Linked DNA regions of Pan troglodytes: region 2 is linked to region 1. A link is a contact called in public HiChIP or PLAC-seq data. All regions are on one chromosome and are shown on one strand. The core of a region is the stretch at or near the end of the contact, and the rest is flanking DNA. Distances in the headings are between cores, read along the strand shown.

Region 1 (6,871 bases), core at 3,015-5,514:
TGTATTTTTAGTAGAGACAGGGTTTCACCATGTTGGTCAGGCTGGTCTCAAACTCCTGACCTTGTGATCCACCTGCCTCAGCCCCCCAAAGTGCTGGGATTACAGGCATGAGCCACTGGGCCTGGCCCCACTGCCCTTTCTTACAGTAATAGTATTTCAATTTCCCTTTAGGGAAGCTCTTCAAGCAGGTTCTCAGTCCAAGAGGTTTTCCGGGTTAACCACTGCCAGCCACCCAAAGGGTGAGCAAGTAACCAGCCAATCAGAGACACTCCAGTGGGTTCAGTAAATGACATATTATCTAACTGGGGTGAGGGGAATCAATATCAGGGCTTTTCCTGAGACTATACGGAGAAACAGATTCTTTTCCCAGCAGTTAAATTTGAAGTCTGTGGCCATTTTGCTACCATATAGGGAAAATCTGCCTGACATTGAAGCCAACACAGATGAGGGAAGAGCCAAGAGATAAAGAGAAAGATCCTGAGCATCTGGATACAGCCATGCCTGAAGCCAGTGTCCCTTGACTTCTCAATTATGTGAGCCTTTATATTCCCTTTGTTTAAAGCCAGTTCAAGTTTAAAACTGCCATTTCCAGTGAGAACAATTCCCTATGTTGTATCTAAGGCCAAGACCTTGCCCCTGACTCTAGGCCAGTATGTCCTGTACAGTGCCATTCAACTCTGCCAAAAGCGAAGGGCATCACCTTCTCCATAACCTGGCTTTCCCTCATCTATTTTACATCTCTGTTAATGGGAGCATCACCCACCTGACCTATAAACATAAAAGTCAGCCTCTATCCTCTCTGTCTCTCTCCCTCTCTCTGTCTCTCTCTCTCAATCCCTGTCACTTCCCTTACTTCTTAGTAACCAAGAAGTTCTGCCAACTTAACTTTATGGACATTTTTCACACCTGCACCCTCCTTTCCATTTTTCCTGCCCACTCCAATTCTTCATCATTTCTCACCTAAATTTTTACAAAATCAATAGATAACTAACATAGAGGTGTATAGTAAAAAGTGAATTTCGGCCGGGCACGGTGGCTCATGCCTGTAATCCCAGCACTTTGGGAGGCCGAGGCAGGCAGATCATGAGGTCAGGAGATAGAGACCATCCTGGCCAACATGGTGAAACCTCATCTGTACTAAAAATACAAAAAAAAAAGTCAGCTGGGCATGGTGGCATGTGCTTGTAGTCCCAGCTACTGGGGAGGCTGAGGCAGGAGAATCACTTGAACCCGGGAGGCGGAGGTTGCAGTGAGCTGAGATCGCACCACTGCGCTCCAGCCTGGTGACAGAGCGAGACTCTGTCTCAAAAAAAAAAAAAAAAAAAAAGTGAATTTCATTCCCACCCTTGCCATCAGTTACCCTCCCCCAAGGCATCTGCTGTTACCTCTTTCTTGTCTATTTTCCCAGAAGTTCTCTATATGTGCCATCTTTTTGAGAATTTCAGATGGAGGCATACTATCGAGACTTTTCAGAACACTGCACCCTTCTTCACTTGAAGTGTGATTAATATAAATAACTATAGACTAATTTCTTCTTTCTAATGGATGCATAGTATTCCACAAAGAGATATAATGTACATAACTCGTCTTCCATTGATGGATATTTAAGCTGTGTCCCAGTTATCTGTTAGCACAGAACAAAACCCCCCAAACCTAGTGGTATAACACAACAACCACTTGAATATGCTTGTGGGTTCTGTGTGTCAGGAATTCAGGCAGGACACAGTGAGGCCAGCTTGTTTGAGTCTTCAGCTAGGAAGATTTGAAGGTTTGAAGGCTGAAGCTCATTCAAATGGCTGGCCACTGTAATCATCTTGTTCTTCCCCTTCCCCTTCCCCTTCTACAGTGCAATGGCATGATGTCGGCTCACTGCAACCTCTGCCTCCCGGGTTCAAGCAATTCTCCTGCCTCATCCTCCCTAGTAGCTGGGATTACAGGTGCACGCCACCATGCCCGGCTATTTTTGTATTTTTAGTAGAGACGGGGTTTTGCCATGTGGCCAGGCTGGTCTCGAACTCCTGAACTCAGGGGATCCACCCGCCTTGGTCTCCCAAAGTGCTGGGATTACAGGTGTGAGCCACCGTGCCTGGCCTCATCTGGTTCTTCTTCACTCACTTCTTTTATGCTTGAACTGGGATGACTCAAAGCTAAGCTTAGCTGGGACTGAGGTGTCCTCTCCTGATGGTCTTGGCACCCTCACAGCATGGCAGCCTCTAAGCAGACATGGAGCCCTAGGTAGGCAAGGTGCCTCAGGCTCCAAGAGCTAGAGTTCTAGCAGAAGTTGCCTGTACTTTTATGTCTGGACCTTAGAAGTCAGAGTGTTACTTCCACCGTACTCCATTGGTTGAAGCAGTCATCAGCTCACCCAAGATTCAGAGAGGGTACAAGGATCCCACCTCTCTATAGAGGAGTGCTAAAGAATTTGTAGCTATATTTTAAAACCACCACAGGTTGTTTCCAATCTGTAGCTATTCCTGTAGTTCATTTTACAGGCTAACATCTCTTGAATGTCTTCATTTCTCTGCACCAGGCCAAGACACTGTCATCTCTGATCTCTTCACTGATCTCTTGCTGTCACTCTTGTGCTCAACAGGCTGTTCTCTTGACAGCAGCCAGAGGTCTTTTCAGAATGAAAATCAGATCACATCCCACCCCTCTTCATAACCCTTCCATGGCTCCCCACTACCCTTGGGCTGAAGCTCAAACTCCTTACCTTGGCTTATGAGGCCCCACAAGGTCTCACTTCTGCCTGCCTCTCCAATGCCATCTCCTGTCACCATTTGGGGCCTTTAGTTTTGAGCTGCAAGAGTTCCTCCCATCACACACACACACACACACACACACACACTTAAATAAGTAAATAGAACATACAAAACGCTTAAACACTTTGCACATAATGAGCATAATAAGTTTGCTACTATTATTAGACTGTCTTCAGTAAATATTTACTGGGCTGCCTACTCAGTGCCAAGCACTATGGGAGCCTCACAGATACAACATGAACAAGAAATATGTGGCCTTGGCCAGACACGGTGGCTCACACTTACAATCCCAGCACTTTGGGAGGCCAAGGCAGGTGGATCACTTGAGCTCAAGGAGTTCAAGACCAGCCTGGGCATCATGGCAAAACCCTGTCTCTATTAAAAATACAAAAAATTAGCTAGGCATGGTAGTGCGTGCCTGTAGTCCCAGCTCCTCAGGCGACTGAGGTGGGAGGATCACCTGAGCCTTGGGAGATCGAGGCTGCAGTGAGCCGTGATCATGCCACCGCACTCCAGCCTGGACAACAGAGTGAGACGCTGTCTCAAAAAAATAAAAATTAAAAAAAAAGAAAAAGAAAAACTAAAAAGGAAGATGTGGCCCTATCTTGCAGAGCTCATTCATCTGTGTGTCCCCAGCCCCTAGCACAAGGAGAAACAGAACAGATGCTCAAGACACAAAGGCATGTTTGTGCAAGGGTGCTTGATGACGGTTGGAGGGGCACAATGACTTTCCCAAGATCACACAGCAAATATGGGACAAAATCAAGGCTGACAGCTCATGACAGGGTGTGAGGCAGATGCAGCTGCCTGGCACAGGCTGGCTCTCCAGGGAGATGGGCAGTGGGCACGCATTGCCCAGGGCAGAACTGGGGCTAGGGGAGGAAAGAACAAGGGAGGCTGTGCCATTAGCTCCTTCCAAAGTGGAGGTCACTTCTCTCCCAACCCCGAGTCCTCCACCCAAACTCCCTTCTCGAGGTACAAGGGCTGATCCTGTACCAGGGATGGGTAGGGACTCAAAGAGGAAAAGAGGATGAAAAGAGGATGGGGACTGAGCGAGATGTGAGGACTCCAGAGAGATTAGGGGCTCTCAAGGCAAGTGGGAGGGGACTTCCCGGTAGGAGCCCGGAGAGAGATGGGAGCCTGTGAAGAGGACGGGGGCCCGGCGAGGAGATGCCGGTTTCTACGCTGGGGTGGGGCTCCATGAGGGGGATGGAGACCTGGAAAAGGGACTGACGGTGCAGCGAGGAGATGAAGGCTCCGTTAAGGGACGGGTCTTCCACGAGAGGGGTGGGGAGCTGCGGGAGTGATGGCAGCTTCGGTGAGGAGTTTGAGGGACTGCAGGAGGGCTTGGGGCCCAGGGAGTCCCAGGGGTCTCTGTGAGGGAGCTGGGGTGTCCGAGCGAGCAGGGAACTCTGGAAGGGGACAGGAGCTGGGGGAGCTGCAGGCGGCCGCCGTCTGCAGAGCCGGGCCCTGAGGCGGGCCGGCGCCCCCCTCCCCCGCCCCCGTGTCGCCCCCGCCCCGAACTGCGGCGCAGGCGCGAACCGAGCCCGCTTTCGCTCGGCGGAGACGGCAGGCAGAGAGGTGAGCTCAGCCCTGCCCCACGCGCGGCCAGGCCCCAGCCCCAGCCCCTGGAGAGTCCCCGCGCTCTGCCCGCATCCTCAGCCCGGGCTGTGTCCCGCCAGGGCCAGGACCTTTGCGCCTGAGCCTCGGCTTTGGGAGGTGGGGGGTCTCAGGGAAGTAGCAGGGGCAGGAGACAGAAACAGCCCCATCGCCCCGCGACGCCTCAGGGTTGATAGGCTGGGTAGAGGCTTCAAAGGACACCCCCCACCCCCGCCAACACTTCAAACCGAAAACCCATTCCTAGCCCTCTCTGCCTCCGTTTCTCTCTAGGGAAAAGGACGCAGTTGGTGTGGACCAGGGGATCGGTGGTCCTGTCAGAAAGAGTGGCGCGGGTGCAGGTGGGGAAGGGAGCGGGGAAATGGCCTGATTTCCCCGGCCGACACCCCCTCCCCCTCCCCCTCGGGAGGGCGCCCCTTCTCCCCGACCCAGGCAGCGCGGGACGCCGTAGTGGGCGAGTCTGAGGGTCTGGGAAGGACAACGGAATGCGGCTGTGCAGAGGCGACAGATTCCATCCATCCTCGGGCCCTGGCTTCTGTCACTTCCGCCCGTGCCTCCCGCCCCTCGCCTCCTCCCTCCGCCGCAGTCTCCCCCCGTCGGACAGCGCCGCCCCCTCCTCTTCCCGCTCCCCTCCCACCAAGCTCCTCCCGGCTCCCGGCTGGGGACGCCTCCCTAGCGGTTCCCATGGCAACCCTCGTCCCGGGTGCCTGCGCCCCGCCCCCCGCCAGCTGGACCTACTCCCCGCAACCCTAAAACGCCAGGCGGAGGGGCCAGGCCGAGCGGGAGGCACCGTCAGGGTCACCTTCCCTCTCCAGTACCAGCAGGACTGAGTGATTCCGTCTATTTGGAGTGGGGGAAGCGGTGAATTGGAGGGGAGGAGCTGACCCAGGTCAACCGCCCCGAAGCCCCCTCCACACCTCCTCACCTGTGGCCTTTAACAGTGGTCTCCGCACGGAGGCTCCTACCGTCCCCCAGGCCCCGTTTATTCCCCCCTCCCGGGCCTCCCCAGCGCCTCGCCGGGGCGGGTACCGCGCGGGCCGCACCCTCCGCACAGCCCGCCCCGCCCACCTCCTCGGATGAGCCCTCCTCGCCCACCTCCTCGGATGAGCCCTCCTCGCCCACCTCCTCGGATGAGCCCTCCTCTCCAGCCCTCTCGCCCTCCTCCTCCGACGCTCCTTCGCTTTCAGTCTCTGCCTTTTCCCGCTCTCTGTCATGGCTTTTGTTGTTGTTGTTTTTCCTCCTTTTCTTCCCCGCTCTTCTTTTCCCTGAATTGTAAGTGAGGAGGGTGTACAGCCACTATTTATGGACAGGCTTTCTTGACAGCAATCTTGTGTGCCGTGTGACTCCAAGCAGAACCTCCAACCGTGTGTGTGTGTGTGTGTGTGTGTGTGTGTGTGTCGTACCTATCTGGGTAGGTCTCTGTGTGCTTTGCGAGCATGTCTGTGTGTTTCTCTGTGCTGTTTCGGTGAGTTTCTCTATGCAGGGATTTGAGGACCACATCTGATTGGAAGTGAGAGGCAGCTGTCAGGACCTTTATCGTACCCTTTGGAACAAGCACGTTGTTTCATTTTGCAGGAGGCTGCTAATTAAGGCTGAGGGCCATCATGGAGACTGGGGTAGAAGCCCAGTCCTCCCCCAACACCTCCTGGCTTTGGTTTGGGCCAAACCTGTATATGGATATACAAGTACCTTCCATTCCCAAGATCCGTGTCCACTTTTGTGGAAAAAAAAAAAAAAGGTTATTTGATAGGTTTCTCTGGAAATCTAACAGCCCTTAAGCCTAAGAGTCTTTAATCCTGAGGGACCCTGACTTTCACTTCCAATGGAGTCAAAATTCATTGGAATCTGGAGGCTTTCAGGGGCAGTCCTGGGGAGGACCTTTTATAGCCTTGCAGCTTGGGAACTCCAGCCCAAGTGTCAGCCATGACAATTACCCCCAGGAGGGGGTCTGAAGGGGAGCGGAGGGTGAGGCTCTCTCATTCCGGATATGGAGACTAAAAAGTTCAAGATGGAAGTGATAACAAAAAAATTACAGTACTAATCACAACAGCTACCATTCCTCAGCATTAGACACAATAACTGTATGAAACAAGTATGATTATTAGGTCTGTTTTACAGATGAGGAAACTGAGACCCAGAAAGGTGGAAGCACTTGTCTAAGGTCACGCCTCCAGGAAGCAGTGTGTCCACGACTCCAGTCCAAGTGGTCAGGCTCCAGAGCCCACAGTCCCAAGTACTGGGTGGCCTCCAGAGTAAACATGCACATTTATTGACACCTCCAATTGCCAGGCACTGGGCTAAGGCCTTCAGTGCATTGGCTCATTCGCAGTGTGCTTTGGGAAGGACAGGCTGGGATTCCAAAAGGCCAGACTGTGCTATGAGTGTAGGGTGTCTCGAGTGGGAGGAGAAGCGGGTGGGGCACAAAGATTTAGGGGGCTTATGAAGGTCACCATGAGCAGCTCCCACTAATCCCTCCCTCCATCAGCTGCACC
Region 2 (6,871 bases), core at 1,668-4,167, 330 kb after region 1:
AGCTTTGTGTCAGTGTCACTCCCTTAAGAGATCCATATCCCAAGCTTGCAGATATTTCAGTTTCTACCAGCTTTGAGCGCACACTCCCCAGCTTTGGCATGGCCCCAGGTCCACCCTCTGTCCTGCCAGCCCTCAGCCCTGCTCAGCCATGTCCCTGGGCTTCTGTCCTCCACCTCAGGAGGCCCTGTGATCAAGAAAAGAGGACAGTAGAATAAGGGATGTGGGCAGAGGAGAAGGGGTTTCTGTTAAGGGTCTGGGGGATGCCAGTGGATGAGGGGCTGTAGCTGTATCCCTGATCACTCTGTAACTTCTTTGACCTTGATGAGGTCACAAAGCCCTTTGCCCAGCACTCTTTCTCTCTCTACCTGGTGTGGCAGAGTGATGGAATGTGGGTGAAGTGCTTGGAAATCCCAGAGGTGGAAGCCCTCACCCTCCCCGGCTCCTGTCTTTGCCATCTCAGTTCCCCCCTCATCCTCAGTCCTTTCTTTTCTCCTCTCTCAATCTCCCTCTCTCTCTCTCTCTCTCTTTCCCCACCCCCATCTCTCTCTCTCTCTCTCACACACACACACACACAACCCAAAGCTGCCACATGTGATGTCAGATCTCTCACTACCAAAGGGACACCTCCTCTTCAGACACCTGCCCTGGTGGGGGCCATCAGGGGAGAACCCCTTTGTGATCCCCTTGGTGGAGGATGGGATCCACAGAAGCAGTCTCCACTTTCCCCTGCCTTCCACAGATCACCCCCTTCTGCACCTGAATGACTTCTCTTGTCCCTCAAACCCTTGTCCCTGCAGGAACTTGTTCTGAGAAGAGATGGAGTGTGTGTGTGTGTGCGTGTGTGTGTGTGTGTATGTAGTGAGGAGGGGGCTTACGAGGAGCAGCAGGGTTGGTTCTGGAGGGGGTTGAGAAGCTGGGGATGGGGAAGGAGTGCAATCCAGGGGACCAGGAGCCACTTTGGGGGAACCCCTCCCAGAAATCCTCTCTTTCTTGCAGTCCCCAGGACAGGCCCAGCCTTTGGCAGGCATGTGGCTGAGGGTAACAAAAGAGTTATTGAGAGAGGGGGTCTGAGAGCACTTGTGTGACATCGGCAGGGGAGCAGCTTTGAAGGGAGGGAGGGCGCCCCCAGCCACCCCCAGGGAACCAACCCTGTCTCTCCAGGGACTGAACATCCAGGGCCCTTTACCTTCCCCCTTCCCAGGCAGCCAGCTTCTCTTCCTCAACGGGGGAGAGGGAACCCTCAAACTGCCTTGTGCCTTAGTGCCCAGCACTGGCCTTTCACGAACAGCCCTCTCTGTGTTCTCTTGCCACCCCCTCACTCTAGCCCTATTTGAGGGCCACAACTTTCAAAGTCCCGGCTGGCGCGTGGCTGCGGGATGGGCCGACCCCGCGACTTTCCCTTTGTACGACCTAGCCCCTGCCCCGCCCGCACGGCCCTTGGAAAGCCCGGGAGGAGCCCACGGCCAGAGAGATCTCCTCCCGGGGGTTTCCTGTCGCACGCGCCCCTCCTCGTGGCCCAAGCTGGGGAGGGCCCCAGCTCCCCTCGCCTCTTCTCCCAACCCCCCCCCCCCCCCCCACCCCGCCGGGTCCCACTCACCGTTGTCCCCGGGAGGCCTCCGGGCGCCAGGCAGCACGTAGGCTGTCTCCAAGGGGTGGTAGGTGGGGGCCGGCACCCCGCTGCACTGGAAGCCGTCCCCTTTGATCTTCTTTACCAGGAAGGAGCGCGGCATGGTGCGACTGGCGGGGGGCTCGGCGGGGACACTTGCGTGGGGCCCCGGTGGGGGGAGGCGGCCAGCCGGGCGCGATTGGCTGTGTCCGCGCGGGTTTTCAGCACTGGACAGCTCCCGGCGGGCTGGAGTGCGGGGGGCCGCTCGGAGCCGGCACCGGTGGCGGCGGCCGCGGCTCGGGCTCGGGCTCGGGCTCCCGCTCGGGCTTGGCGGCGGCGCGCAGACAGGGGATCGCAGGAGCTGTGCTCAGCACTCCGGCTGCCGGCTTTATATGGGACGCAGGCTGGAGGAGATCAGGTGGTCCCCTAGCAATGGAACTGTTCAGCGCTCTAATCCATCAAATGTCCCCCAGGACAATCGCTCCGCACACGTTCCCCTGAACCGGCGGCGGTGGGGGCAGGCCAGGAGCAGGGAGCAGCGAGCAGGCAGGAGGGGAGAAAGTGAGGGCGAGAAAGGCGCAGAGACAGAGAGAGACGGAGAAAGGGGAGTGAGGGGGGCGGGGAGAAGAAGAGAGACTCGGAGAAAGACAGAGACATACAGGGAAAGAGAGACGCACACGCGGAGAGAGGTAGAAATAGAAGCAGAGAGACCAAGATAAGGACAAAAAGACACAAGAGAGAAACACAGAGAGAAGAAAGACAGAGATGGAGAGAAGTAGCAACACACACACACCCACAGGAGGAAAAGAGAAATCCAGGCACACAAAAAGGAAGCCCCCCCAGGGATGCAAAGAAAGGGAAAGAAAAGTGCAAAAGCGAGGGGGAAGCCGAGGGGAACGGAGGGAAAGCGGTCCCGAGCAGGCGGGGTTCAGGCACATGGGGCCACAGGGAAGGGGATGCAAAGAAAAGAGTGCGCACTGGCCAGCAGCCACCCTCCCGCCTCCAGTCCTCTCCCTCTCCCCCAGTTCTGAAGTGGCCGGGGTGGACACTCAGCTTTCACTAGAGTGAGTCTCCCCTCCCCCCTGCTCGGGCTCCCACTGGAGCCCCCTATTGGGTTTGGGGTTCAACTTTCTTCTTCCAGAACTGGTGGGGGAGCAAGTCCCCCCACGCCGATGCCTGGCCTTGCTCAGTTGGTCCTGTTCCGGTGCCTAGCTCAGGCGGGCGCTGCAAGAGGAAGTGAAAATCGTCCAGTAATTAATTTTCCTGCTGCCGGGGGGTGGTGGTTTTGACACATCCGAGGCAGTGTCTTTCCCTGAAGCGGGGAGCAGACAATAGAGACACGTGGACTGGGAAGGGAGAGGGGGGAAGGGAGGGGGAGCGGGGCTCCTGCTGGAACTCTTTGCAGGTCAGCTCCTTTGTCTCTAAAAGGATCTGAGCAGACCCGCCACCCCCAGTCCGATCCAAACCTGGGGGAGCCCCCATATCTTGGCAGGACCAAGGAGCAGGAGAGCTCAGCCCCCTGCCCAGAGGGTGCTGGGCAAAGCCCCATGGTGGCGGACCTGCTTCAGCAAGTGTGGGATGGCCAGTGCACAAGAGTCCCAGAATCAGACTCTAGGAATTCCAGGCTCTCACTGTCAATGGAATTCTGGTTATGAGATGCAAGGCTGGTGGAGTGGGGATGTCCTTTTGGGACTGGGTCATCCAATACCAGTTTGCAGGCTAAGACCTAGAGAGGGCTTGGAGGTGCTCAAGGTCATGCAGTGAGTCAGCAGCAATTGCCAGAGACCTCAGTGGCCTCCGGGCACCACTGAATCAGGGCCTATCAGGGTCCTTGAGGTGTAGCCCAGAAGTCTCAGAATAAAACTGGGGCCCCTCGTGGTGGTTCAAGCCTGTAATCCCAGCATTTTGGGAGGCTGAGGCAGGAGGATCACTTGAGGTCAGGAGTTTGAGACCAGCCTGGGCAACATAGTGAGACCTTGTCTCTACAAATAGTTTAAAAAAAAAAATTAGCCAGGTGTGGTGGTGCACACATGTGGCCTTAGCTACTTGGGAGGATGTGGTGGGAGGATCGCTTGGGCCTGGGAGTTCGAGGCTGCAGTGAGCTGTAATGGCACCACTGCGCTCCAGCCTGGATGAAAGAGCGAGACCCTATCTCCAAAATAATAATAATAATAATAATAATAATAATAATAATAATAAGAAGAAGAAGAAGAAGAAGAAGAAGAAGTTAGAGTTTCCAATGCAGGATCTGTTGGCCTTGAATATTTTCAAAAGACATAGAGATGCAAGGATGTGTAAACAGAAGGTTTACCATTGAATTTGCCCTGTATGGTTTTAGATTGTTTTCCCTGACCCAAATAAGGAATTAAGGCAGTTTACTCCCTATATATAAACATTGAAAAACATTGCAGGTCCAAAAAAAAATGGGGGCCCCTGATCTTGCCAAGGTCCTGCATGGTCTGGAGGTCCCCCACCATCTTTCCTGTTGCATTGCCTCATATCTTGCCCATGGGAATTTTTTTTTTTTTTTTTGAGATGGAGTTTCGCTCTCGTTGTCCAGGCTGGAGTGCAATGGTGCGATCACAGCCCACTGCAACCTCCGCCTCCCAGGTTCAAGTGATTCTCCTGTCTCAGCCTCCCGAATAGCTGGGATTACAGGATGTGCCACCATGCCCGGCTAATTTTTTGTCTTTTTATCAGAGACGGGGTTTCACCATGTTGCCTATGGGACTTTTTTAAACCTCTGTCACTGAGAGTTGAAGTGACCACACCCTTGACTCATGGCACGCCCATGCTTCTCTGCTCCAGCCATAGGCGCCTACTGGTGCTTTGGGCTTGCAGCTCTCTTGACCTGCATACCATCTCCACTGCCCAGAGTCCTTCCCTGCACTTCACCCTAGGAAACCCTTACTTGTTCTCAAGACTCAGCCGAGGGGTCACTTCCTCCAGGAGGTGTCCCTGACTTCCATCATTGCAGACTGGGCCAACTCACCCACTGGTCCCTGAGCTTCATGAGGACAAAGACTCTGTCCCATGTATGGCCTAACACACTCTTAACAGTGTGCCTGAGGGTCTTCTAGCTCCCCTACTTATCAGCCATAGGTCCTTGGACAAGTTACTCAACCGCTCTGTGCCTCAATTTCCCCACTTATAAAATGGGAATAATAATTGTCACTACCTAAGTGTTGTTGGGAGTGTTAGAAGAGTTACTACATGTAAAGGGCTTGGAATGGTGACTGGCATATGGTAGGAGTTCAGTGCTTGAGGGTTCTATATATGCAGTTTTGCCTGTAGCATGCAGCACTCATTTGTTACATGTTAGTGGGATTCTGTGGAATTAGTGGTGAACTAGGCATCTCTGGTCCCTGCTTTCTTGCAGCTGATCTTGCAGCTGTCCATTCATTGAGTGGATGGACACCAAACAAGAAAATCCTTAAATCAACAATATATTTTCAGATAGTTGTCCAGTGCTGTGAGGAACATAAAACAGGGGGAGATGATGGAGAGTGATGGTGCCTTTAGGCAGGGTGACCAGCAAGGGTCTCCTGGGAGAGGTGGCATGTGAACCTAGACTTGAGCCAGCCATGGGAGGAGCCCAGGAAAGAGTGCTCCAGCCAGAGGCTTCACAAGTTCAAAGGCTCTGAGGCAGGAATGAGCTTGGGCAGCTGAGGACAGCAAGAAGGGAAGGAAGATGAGTTCAACACGTTAGCAGGGCCAGACCCAGAGATTACTCCATAAATCCCAAATGAATGAGTGAATGAAAGAATGAACGATTGTAGGGGTGAGATTCAGCCTATAACTATAGCTTACAACTGTGACTAAGTAGACCTATTGGTTGGAGAATAACTTTTCACTGTTTACATAGAGGAAGTTGCTTATTTGTTCAGTCATTGACAATTGTGGTATAGCCATATTTTTTAGTTTGTGCTGGGTACTTGGATCTCTGTCCTCTAAGGGTGCCTAGTTCACTGTGGGTAAATAAGGCAAGTGGGTGTCATCTAGCTCACCTCCACCTGCCTGATGGTTCTACCTCTCCAACCTCTCATCTAAGAGATGGCAAAATGGATCCCAGAGTCCTTAAAAAGGAATATAGGTCACAGCAACTTGGGACAGAGCTGGGACTGGACTGTTCTCACTGGGAAAGATAGTGATCCACCCCTTAACTGATCAAAGGAAGCCCCACAGAAATGATGTATTAATAGGTCCTGCAGCCCACTAGTGTCGGGTTGAGGATAAAACCCCAGGTCTCTGACCACAAGTTGGAAGATAGTGTGGGTGCATTTAGCAGATGAGAAGAAGCCTTGAGCCCTGAAGATGAGGTTCCAAAATACCTTCAGAGGGGAGGAGACCTTAAGTATGGATGAAATACACAATGGCCAGCAGAATTTCATCACTAGGACACCAGGAAGGGCCTTCTGTCCCCCAAACCTCCCCCCACCCCAGCTTACTGGTTTCAGGAAGTTCACTGTGGGGAATTAATTTCTCTAAGTCACATGAAATAAGGAAATAACTTTTATTCCCAAGGATGTTCGCTGCAGCATCAGAGATGGTAATAAAAACCCTGGGTTGGAGAAAGCAAGGAGAGGGTTGTGAAGAAGACGTTCACTCCATGTAGTATTCTGCAGCCATTAAAAATTCTCATATGGGGAGATAAGCTTATAGAATGTGTTAAGTGAGGGGTGCAGAATACAGAAACCTCTCACAGCACGTTCACAACCATGAACCAAAACAAAAATAAACACACACAAAAGAGTGAAATAAGGGTCTGGAACTATGGGGTTTCCCTCTCCCTTCTTTTTGTGTTTTCCAAAAAGATCATAAAATATTTCAGTTCAGCCAGGTGCAGTGGCTCACGCCTGTAATCCCAGTACTTTGGGAGGCCGAGGCGGGTGGATCACGAGGTCAAGAGATTGAGACCATCCTGGCCAACATTGTGAAACCCCATCTCTACTAAAAATACAAAAATTAGTTGGGCATGGTGGCGCGCGACTGTAATGTCAGCTACTAGGGAGGCTGAGGCAGGAGAATCTCTTGAACCCAGGAGGTAGAAGTTGCAGTGAGGTGAGATCGTGCCACTGCACTCCAGCCTTGTGACAGAGCGAGACTCCATCTCAGGAAAAAAAAAAATAGTTCAACAAATATTTATCTTGAGCACTTGCTAACTGTCACTTACTTCCAAATAGAAGAAATGCTGAAGTCTAGTAAACCATGTCAGGATATTCACTATTCATTCTTCTGACTTTTGGGAAGATGGCATTGTGAATT

The links. HiChIP or PLAC-seq counts read pairs in DNA pulled down with a chosen protein or histone mark.
Region 2: a contact with region 1 is called in an H3K4me3 HiChIP or PLAC-seq map of stem cell-derived excitatory neurons, with 2.3 times the contacts expected there. The contact joins the promoter of SCRT2 here to the promoter of NRSN2 in region 1. A contact is called at or near these places in 1 of 7 Hi-C or Micro-C datasets (induced pluripotent stem cells) and 1 of 1 datasets of contacts at active chromatin or transcription factors (stem cell-derived excitatory neurons).

What each region holds. Positions count from the first base shown.
Region 1 is chr21:7,072,318-7,079,188 of NHGRI_mPanTro3-v2.0_pri, forward strand. NRSN2 (neurensin 2) reads left to right here and starts at 4,265. Exons shown (of 3, transcript XM_009436641.5): 1 at 4,265-4,343; 2 at 6,865-6,871.
Region 2 is chr21:7,404,932-7,411,802 of NHGRI_mPanTro3-v2.0_pri, forward strand. It overlaps SCRT2 (scratch family transcriptional repressor 2), which reads right to left and starts at 2,918. Exons shown (of 2, transcript XM_016937263.4): 1 at 1,598-2,918. The coding sequence starts at 1,730.